Linked DNA regions of Mus musculus: region 1 is linked to region 2. A link is a contact called in public promoter capture Hi-C data. All regions are on one chromosome and are shown on one strand. The core of a region is the stretch at or near the end of the contact, and the rest is flanking DNA. Distances in the headings are between cores, read along the strand shown. Region 1 holds the start of Zbtb5 (zinc finger and BTB domain containing 5). Region 2 holds the start of Arhgef39 (Rho guanine nucleotide exchange factor (GEF) 39).

The links. Promoter capture Hi-C pulls out the DNA fragments that hold promoters and counts their contacts.
Region 1: a promoter capture Hi-C map of liver shows a contact between it and region 2, with 4 times the contacts expected there. The contact joins the promoter of Zbtb5 here to the promoter of Arhgef39 in region 2.

The regions. Positions count from the first base shown.
Region 1 is chr4:45,010,201-45,015,151 of GRCm38.p6, forward strand. Zbtb5 (zinc finger and BTB domain containing 5) reads right to left here and starts at 2,212. Exons shown (of 2, transcript NM_173399.3): 1 at 2,024-2,212. It overlaps 1700055D18Rik (RIKEN cDNA 1700055D18 gene), which reads left to right and starts at 2,610. Exons shown (of 1, transcript NR_166789.1): 1 at 2,610-4,151.
Region 2 is chr4:43,507,003-43,512,001 of GRCm38.p6, forward strand. It overlaps Arhgef39 (Rho guanine nucleotide exchange factor (GEF) 39), which reads right to left and starts at 1,745. Exons shown (of 12, transcript NM_001013377.3): 1 at 1,583-1,745; 2 at 775-961. It overlaps Car9 (carbonic anhydrase 9), which reads left to right and starts at 24. Exons shown (of 11, transcript NM_139305.2): 1 at 24-393; 2 at 1,312-1,341; 3 at 1,601-1,771; 4 at 1,891-2,033; 5 at 2,116-2,208; 6 at 3,195-3,261; 7 at 4,825-4,982. The coding sequence starts at 54.

The DNA.
Region 1 (4,951 bases), core at 962-3,461, 1.5 Mb after region 2:
TAAGGAGCAGGAATTCTAAGCGTCTGGTCTTTAAGCATAGGAAGTCACCTTAGACAGACAGTGTGGTGCTGCTCGCACCCCATCCCACCTGCCACACCGAGGGAGTCAGCAGATAGCATCCCTGTTAATAAAGGGCAGGTGCAGTCAGCACACATGCTCACAACTAACACAAGGAAAACGCATTTACAGCTAATTTACATTCTGAGAAATCAGCTGAGTTGCAAGTTAACATGGAAGCTGTATTTTGGGTTCTTTTTTTCCCCCTTTCTTAGGAAAACTGGAGGCTGACTCAGGAGTCTATCAGCACGGAGGCACCGTCTGCCGCTCACTCAGCACAGGATTTTTAATAGGATGGAACTAATGTTAAGAACTTTAAATACTAAAAAGTGCATTTTGCTGTCCAAATAATTTTTTAAAAAATTCTAATTAAATTTAATTCTAATTGGATAGTCTAGAGTAGTCTCTTCTGAACACACTGACCCTTAAAATTAGGGAAACACCCCTTCTTTAAAATGCTTTTCCCCAAAATCTCATTACTCATCAATTCAGCAGAATTCTGCTGGAAACACATCTAGAATAAAAAACGGCCAGCACCCCAGCAGACAAAAAAAAAGTTTTGTTTTCACCCAACTTTTAGGGAAGGGGGAAAAAAAAGCAAATCTTCCGAAAACAGACTTCTCACAAAGTCCTACTTCCATTTACTTAGCAAAACCCCAGTGCCCAGAATGAGCCCTCGATCTATTGACCTTACCTGGCGGGTCACCAAGGCTGCAGCAGAGGCCAGCTCTGTCTCTCCTCTTCCCAAGCTCGCTGAGATTTCCAGAAGGGTTAAAGTGGCCTTCCTTTAGCTTGCAAGCTTTTCTCTTAACACTCTCTTTTGCCCATCTCCTTTCCCCTACCCAGTAAGCCTTTAGCTTACTGCCAACCACGAGACTTTTCAGAAAATGAAAGCAAAAATCTCTAGCAAACTAACGAAGTGCCCGGTCCACTTTTTAAAACCATATAAAGTACACATGTCATACAAAGACAAATCACGAACGAGTAAGGCACAGTATTCCCTTCAATCTCTAAAAACCTAAATGTATGTAAATTCAACTCAGCAGTACAAGAACATATTTTGGAAATGTTTTTCTTTCAGTCCTTGAAAATTGCGAATTTTATTAATTTTAATTACCTAGACTCAGATCACGCTACTAAGGTAATCAAGAGTCTTTGACCCAAAAATTTTCCTCCAAAAATAAAAATAACCAAAATGTGGTTCCTACAGTGTTCGCCACGATGCTCGGACGCAGACTGACCATAGTAAGTGGCACTTTAGAAAAACAAAACAAAGCAGAAACCCTTAAACCGCTCCCTTATTTCTACTGTTGTTTATGTGCTAAGCAGTCGGTCCTCCAGGGGAAGATGGGACCGCTGTCTCTTACCACCGCACCCCACAGCTCCTCGCACGAAGCCTGGAAGAAGTGGCCATTCAATAAATGCCTACTAAACACTTTTGTCTAACAAGTTGGGGCATTCCCAAACGCTGACTCCACCCCTGTCGTCGGCCGCTGGCTCCCGAATCCAGACAGCTTATGGCCTTGCTCTGATGAAACGAAACCTCATCGCTCAGGAGGACCCAGGGCAGGATCAAGAGAGCCACTCGCCTCCATCCCGCAGGGCAGCCGCTCCTCGGCTCATCCCGCTAGGATGCAGATCCCGAGCGCGGGTTCCCACAGCATCCCGAGAGGCTCCATGTCCAGCAGCAGATCTGCAGGGCACTAGTCCCTGCCCACCCCGCACCGACAGCCGGGCGTCGGGACACAGGGGACGCCTGCGCACAAGAACTGAGCTACCACCCTCCTGGCCCCACCGAGGCGAAGGGTAACAATACCCCTCAGCAGTAAGACAGGGTGGACAGGCGGCCCCGGAACGGCTGCGCGCTCCCCGATGCCTCGGCGCGCTCCCGGTGCACAACCGCCTGCACGTGAGCGCGCCCCGCGCGCGCGCGCCCAGGCCACTCTAGCTGATAGGGTCGCCTCACCTGAGCCGGGCTCCGCCCCCCTTCTCCTCGCAGGAGGAGGCGGTGGCCCTCCTCCGCTCGGACCGACCCTGAGGAAGGAGGCGGGAAGGTCCAGACTGGCTTCCCCGGCTGTGACTTCCGCCCGCCCCGCCCCTCGCTCCCGGCTCCTTCAGCCCGTTCGCGCGGTTCTTTGAGGACCCGGCGGAGGCCTACAGTAAACGGATGTGAGGTACCCATGTCACCGCCTCCACAGGCCTCCAATGGCCAATCATCAGGAGGGCGGGGCCACAGTAGGAGTGACGTTCTGAAAATCTGACCAATCCGCCATCCCAGGACCCCGGCTGTGTTTACTACCACAGCATCCGTGAGCGCTCTGACCAATCACAATTTGCCTTACAGCCCGTAAAACTGTTCTCAAAGATCTTTGAAGGCGGGACTTATCACTTAGCAACACCAGGTTTGGCCTGTAGAAAAGCTATTTTATGTCACGCCCAATCAGAACTCAGCATGAATAAGGAAAGCTAGTGTTTTCCGTCTACTTGAGCCAATCGCAATGACTACTGCCAGCCCTGAGTCCCTCCATTGGCTCGCGCTGACTGTGACCTGGAGTCTGAAGGACAGGTGACTTCCTCTCGCTGTGAGCTGGAGATTACTTCTAACTTGTAGGTTTGAGAAAAGATGTAAACGGAACCCCAAGAAGCCGAGTGAGACGAATGGCGAGCTTCACAATGAGTAGGAAATGCCGTCGGTCTAATGGTGGTTGGGTGGATCGTCGCCCGCATCGCGTCTCAGTTGCCCAGACGTCCAGCATAGCAACGGGAGGGTCGGAACTCAGTCCGACGTGTGCCCACCAAGCCATCAACTCCAGAATCAAGTTTACAGTCGCCACCACCTTAAAACTTCAGGGCTCAGCCCTCTTATCAATGCCGCAAAAGAGTCTGCTGGACCGGGTGGGAAAGAGGAAGGCCCGGCTGCCGCCTTGGCCTCTTGCGGTATACCACCGAGCAGTAAAATCAAGATTATGTGTTCTAGATAGCTTTCCTGTTACTTTGATAAAACTGAACAAAGCAGTTTGGAAGAGGAAGTGTTTACTGGGCTTATCACCATGGTTTCGGAAAGTCCTGGGAAGAATTCAAACAAACCGTAGACTAAAGCTACCTCCTGGCTTGGGCTCAGCTGTCCTTGTGCTCAGTTCACGCCTGCGTGAGAATGGACAGGCCACAAGGGATGAGCCCTACTAAGTCAATTAATAAGCAAGCAATCCCTTTTCCCAAGTGAAGGATAGTATAAAATTCTTAGTTGGTTCACAAGCTAATAGGGTTTCCTAGGGCTTCATCCATCCTTAGTTTGCACCAGTTCCCAACCCCAATAAACCCATATAAAAACCACACAATCCAGTTATAAATATAAGCTATGTACCTAGACTGGACAGCTCTAGCACTGTGCTAACTTATTCCCCAGCTGCGAGACCCTTTGCTATTTGCAGTTTCTCCTGGCCACGTGGTTCTGCTCCTCCTCTTCTTCAGTCCTCTCCCCTTCCCTTCTCCTCTCTACCTGTCCCTACTCTCCAAGACCTCCCACCTCTCCCCTCCCCTGCCCAATTACAGGCCTCAGCCTTTATTGACCAGTTAAAATGGGGAAGAGGATGCCCTCAATACCCTCCCCTTTCCCTCATCCCAGTTTCCTTTCCAGATTAACCCTTTAGCTCCTGACATTCTCTCCCTTTTCTACCATCCACTCCCACTACAAAATGTTTTTTAAGAGAGCATACAGAGCCGAATACAGTAGAATAATAATTACACAAAAATAGAACCTGGTGTGGTAGCTCACACATTTTATCCCAGTACTGGGAGGCAGAAGCAGATGGACCACTATGAGTTTGAGTTTGAGACCAGCCTGGTCTACACAATGTGTTACAGACCAAGCAGGATTATATAGTAAGACCCTGTTAAAGAAGAAAAAGTGCATATGCACAGAGATAAACCCAAGAGATGAAACAGAATGTTAGCAATGGCTCTCTTAAAGGGATGTGAGATTATGGGTTACTACAATTTTATTATCCATAGTTTCTGTGTTTTATACTAGTATACATCCAATATGTGTTATTTTGGTAATTGTTTTAATGATTTAATAAATGTCATGAAAATGAGAACACTTATATGTTTAACAAGATTTAATATAAAGCACTGATTCTTTTTTTTGTTGTTTTTGTTTTTGTTTTTTGAGACAGGGTTTCTCTGTATAGCCCTGGCTGTCCTGGAACTCACTTTGTAGACCAGGCTGGCCTCAAACTCAGAAATCTGCATGCTTCTGCCTCCCGAGTGCTGGGATCAAAGGCGTGTGCCACCACCGCCTAGCTCTTTGTTTTTATTTTAAATTTTTTTGCCATGTTTCATTTATTACTGTTATTGTTGTACGTGTGTGTATGTGCACATGTGCATGCATGCAGGTGCCTCAGCACATAGAGAAAAGCTTGCTGCAGTTGTTTCTGTCTCCGCTTTGATGTTTATAGGGGTTGAGCTCAGTTGCTAATCTTTCACAGCAAGTGCCTTTTCCCACGGAACCACCTCATTGGCCCCAATTCATCTTTTTATTAAAGAATATTGCAAGAATGTTGTGACTTAACATTAACAAAGTTAAAAGCATCAATTTAGCAAAGTCACCTTTGTTGTTCTCTGTTGTGAGTGTGGGTACACACCTATATCCTGACTATCAGCAGAAGAATGAAGGGGAGTTCTAGTTCTGAGTTAACCTGGGCTACTTGCTGAGTGTAAGGGTAGCCTTAAAATAAGAACCTATCAAAGAAAAGTTATTGTTTTGTTTACTGCTATTCCAAAGTTATCAAGAAGTATAAATATGTGGAAATGAACACAATCAGGCAAATACTAGGAAGCCAACATTCCACTGACCCATTAGAGGCCAGCCTGATCTATGGAGTGCATTGAGGCC
Region 2 (4,999 bases), core at 495-2,994:
CGATGCACGTACAGCCCGTCCACAGTGTGTCCTGGGACACCCCAGTCAGCTGCATGGCCTCCCTGGGCCCCAGCCCCTGGGCCCCTTTGTCGACCCCAGCCCCTACTGCACAGCTGCTGCTGTTCCTGCTGCTCCAAGTGTCTGCTCAGCCCCAGGGCCTGTCCGGGATGCAGGGGGAGCCCTCCTTGGGAGACAGTTCATCTGGGGAGGATGAGCTGGGCGTGGATGTTCTGCCCAGTGAAGAGGATGCACCTGAAGAGGCGGATCCACCCGATGGGGAGGATCCACCTGAAGTTAATTCTGAAGACAGGATGGAGGAGTCCCTTGGGTTAGAGGATCTATCGACTCCCGAGGCTCCTGAGCACAGTCAAGGTTCCCACGGGGATGAAAAAGGTAAGTGGTCATTAACTTCCAAATCTAGGCTCAGGTAAGTTTATGCCTTGTCCTCCCCCACTCCCCTCTCTTCCCCGAAATGCTAGCTGAGAGCATTCGGCAATTATACTCTAATAGGTAGTCTTTCCCCCCTAAAAGGAGAGAAGAAAAAAAAAGCCGAGAATAGGGGGAAATTAAAGAGGAAATAGAACTGGGAATGGACAGAGGGGGAAAATAAGTGTGTGTGTGTGTGTGTGTGTGTGTGTGTGTGAAGAGAGGGAGGTAGAGAGAATGAGAGACAGACAGACAGAGACAGACACAGAGAGACAGAGACAGAGAGATGAAAAGGGAAGAGAAGGGGGCTCCTGGAAGACACACAAGGAGCTCACAGCCGTTACTCACCTATGATTTGCGGTGTGGGAAAAGACAGGTGGAGGAACTTTGGTTTGCTCTGGGGGCGGAGGATGAGATAAGGTCTTATTGTGTAGATCGGATTGGCCTTGAACTAGTTCTGCCCTTTACCTTCTTCTTCCTCCGAGTTCTGGGATTTCAGGTGTGTGCGCCACCGTGCTTGGCTCTAAGCCAGGAACTTTAGACAGGAAAGAGAGATGAGTGGGAAGGTGGGTGAGTAAGGGAAAAAGAACGATGATTTGGATCTCAAACTGAAGCCGTGCCTACAGACCCTAGTTTGCAAACTATCGGTAGGGCTACTGATGGCTCCTGCAGTGATGGTGGCGGTGGCGGAGTCCCAGCTGGTGGTAGTCCACTGTGCTTCACACCAGCCTTGCTACATTCCTTTCTATTACGTGCAACACTCTTGTAAGACATCCGGGGCTGTGAGGCCCCCTGCCAGAGCGGGAGGGAATATTTTTTTATTCTGGGCACTGGGAAGGGACTGGGCTGTAAGAGTGGGCTTATTAATTCTTCTCATTTATGCAGGGGGTGGCCACAGTCATTGGAGCTATGGAGGTAAGACACGGCCGGCTACACAGACCCAATCTGGGAGCCCAGCCCTGGTGATCTGCCGCACCAACATTCCCAGTAGTAGCCCTAGACTGGACCCAGGTCCTACTCTATGGCCCCCCTCCCGCGCCCCGCACTCCCCCACGCCAGTCCCTGGAGCGCCCCCCCTTCCTCCCACCCCAAGCGTCCTGACTCCACCCCTCACTTATCCTAACGGTTCTTGTCCAAATCGCTAGACTTCTTGCACCTTTTCCTCTCATCCCAGGCACCCTACTCTGGCCCCAGGTGTCCCCAGCCTGTGCTGGCCGCTTTCAGTCCCCGGTAGACATCCGCCTGGAGCGCACCGCATTCTGCCGCACTCTGCAACCCCTGGAACTTCTGGGTTATGAGCTCCAGCCTCTCCCGGAACTGAGCCTATCCAACAATGGCCACACGGGTGAGGTGTCTGGGGCGGGACCTATGGAGGGGAGTGGCAATCAAGCTGTGCACTTAGGAGTTCTGCTGGTGCTCACGCTCACGTGTGGGTAGACTTCTCACTTGCCACTCCCCACGCAGTACAGCTGACTCTGCCGCCGGGGCTGAAGATGGCTCTGGGACCTGGGCAGGAATACCGGGCCTTGCAGTTGCATCTACACTGGGGAACTTCAGATCACCCAGGCTCAGAACACACAGTCAATGGTCACCGTTTCCCTGCTGAGGTGGGGACTGGGCTGTCCCAAGAAGAAGCAAGAGGGTATGATCAGAGGTCTGGCCACTATCTGATCCTTCCATCCTCTCTAGATCCACGTGGTGCACCTCAGTACTGCTTTCTCCGAACTTCATGAAGCCTTGGGCCGCCCAGGAGGCCTGGCAGTTTTGGCTGCCTTTCTGCAGGTACCCTATTTGACATTCACGTCCTGTGGGTTCATGCATCTGGCTAGCAGAGACACCATTCCAAGCACAAGCGCAAGCTGGTCAATTAGCTCTCAGCCCCATTCACTCCTTTGTTCATTCACTCAGCACCAGCAGGGAACCAGGAAGCAGACTAACACAAGGCTTCCTTTAGGAGGAAGGCTGTCTTGACAGTCATAAGTGACGAACACGGAAAAAATAATGGCCACAGAGGAGGCGAAACTTAAATCTTTCACTGATGGGAAACAAGGAGGAATACTGCACAGAGAGAGGTCAGCGTGAGCAAGGCTGGAGTATGGACCAGTTAGGGAGTGCCACAGCAACAAGCTATGCCCTGGGAAGAGCCATTTCTCTGCTGCTTCTGTGGCCCCTCACTTCCCCTTCATGAAGTGCAGTATTCAGTGACCTCTTTGTACCTGTAATAATCAAGAACGTACACTCCAAGGTGGGAGGAAGCCAGGAAGTGAGGACGCCTATGAGACTTACCAGTGTGACATTCACAGCACAAAGTTCAGGGAAGTTCCTCAGGAGCAGGCGGGCAGGCGTGAGTTATTAAAGTGAACGCAAAGGCAGTACAAGTATAACATACATGATGGTCTTCTTCAGGAAACCACGGCGTGTGTGTGTGTGTGTGTGTGTGTGTGTGTGCGAGAGAGAGAGAGAGAGAGAGAGAGAGAGAGAGAGAGAGAGAGAGAGAGAGAGTGTAAATAGTGATGAGTGAAACGATGGACCTAGATCTTGAGGGCCAGGCAGCCTGGGAAACTTTCTCCCCTTCAGTTTGCCATTGCTAATTCATTTGCAAAGCAAGAGTAATAGAACTTGAATAAGATTGTATATTCCCCAGCATCCTTAGAGGTGAGGAACGGGGAAAGACTATGGGAACCCCATCCCATGCCCAGGCTTCCAGCTGTAGTCCTAGAAATGGGTATCAATTGGCCTTGTACTATATCCCGTGTTCACCCCTGCAGGAGAGCCCAGAAGAAAACAGTGCTTACGAACAGTTGCTGTCCCATTTGGAAGAAATCTCGGAGGAAGGTTGGTGGCTTGCCCAGTGAACAATGAACATAGATGGAGGGAGCTGAGGGTGAACTGGCTCTGACTGGTGATAGCTAAACTGATGAGAAACACAGGGGATAGGGAAACTACTGTCCACAGGCTTGACAATTAGAAATCAAAGCCAAACAGAAAATAACATTAGAGAAAACAAGCAAAGCTGAGTCTGGCCGTGGTGGCCTCCCTGGTCTATAGAGTGAGTTCCAGGCCGGTCAGGGTTACACAGTAAGACCTGGCCTCAAACACAAACAAAACAAAAAGCAAAATAGAGAAAACAAGCCAAAGAAAATGTTTAAAATTTATAAGACTGAGTATGGAAAGCTAAACTTTTTTTGTTTGAGAACTGTCTATCATTTATACATATCAAATATTTATATATTTTTTCTTATTTTGGTTTTTCGAGACAGGGTTTTTCTGTGTAGCCCTGGCTGGCCTGGAACTTACTCTGTAGTCCAGGCTGGCCTCGAACTCAGAAATCCGCCTGCCTCTGCCTCCCAAGTGCTGGGATTAAAGGCGTGGCCACCACGCCCAGCTGATGAATGATTTTGAGCAGGTCATGGAAGAGCATGCTGATAATACCAACGTTTGGGAGGTTGGCTACTCACCAAGCCAGCCTAGGTTACCTGAAATCATAAAGACTAGGGCTAGGGCTGAAGAGAGAAGGCTCAGGGGTTAAGAGCACTGACTGCTCTCCCAGAGGTCCAAAGTTTAATTCCCAACCACATGGTGGCTCACAACCATCTGTAATGAGACCTGATGCCCTCTTCTGGTGTGTCCGAAGACAGCTACAGTGTACTCATATACATTAAATAGATAGTATTTGGAAGAAAAAAAAAAAAAGGCTAGGGCTATAGCTCTGAGTAGAGCAAGAACATAGCATGCATGAAGCCTTAGGTCCAGAGCTGCAAAAACACTTTAGTCAAAAAGCTTGTTCCCTTCCATGACTGAGCCATTTTAAACCTCACTCTACTAGACTTTTTAGGTGTTTTGATAAACTGGAACTCATAGAACTTTTGTGTCTGTTTCTTATCGTTGCAAATATTACATGTATTTACAAGTTATTCTACTTGTCTATCTGTGTATCCACGGGAATGTGCTCAGTAGATAGAATAACCCCCCACCCCCCCACCCCCAGTACCCCTCCTCCCCGAGCTACATTCCAATTCCGCTTTATTCCAGTCTGGGGTTAACCGCGTCCCCCCCTTCCCCACCCCCCGCACCCCTCCTCCCCGAGCTACATTCCAATTCCGCTTTATTCCAGTCTGGGGTTAAGTTAGCAGTTGTGTATTCAGATGATTGAAGGTACCACAGGAGGGCTTATGAGCTTTTGGCTTGAGGCTGGAAAGATGGCTCAGCAGTACAAGGCCTCCTCTAACTGCCCGAAGCCCTTTACTTCCTTTTGGATTATCCACACATAGTAAGAAGCATTGAAACTATGCTTGTCCCGAAAGCTTCCAAGGGGCAGCAGTGGGGGGGGGGGGGGGGAACGGGGCCGAGGAGGCAGGGGTGATCTAGGTGAGACCTCAACACAATCCCAATCCGTAGGCTCCAAGATTGAGATCCCAGGTTTGGATGTATCTGCACTGTTGCCCTCGGACCTCAGCCGCTACTACCGATATGAAGGGTCTCTGACCACACCTCCCTGCAGCCAGGGGGTCATCTGGACTGTGTTCAATGAGACAGTGAAACTGAGCGCTAAGCAGGTTAGAATGGGGCGTGG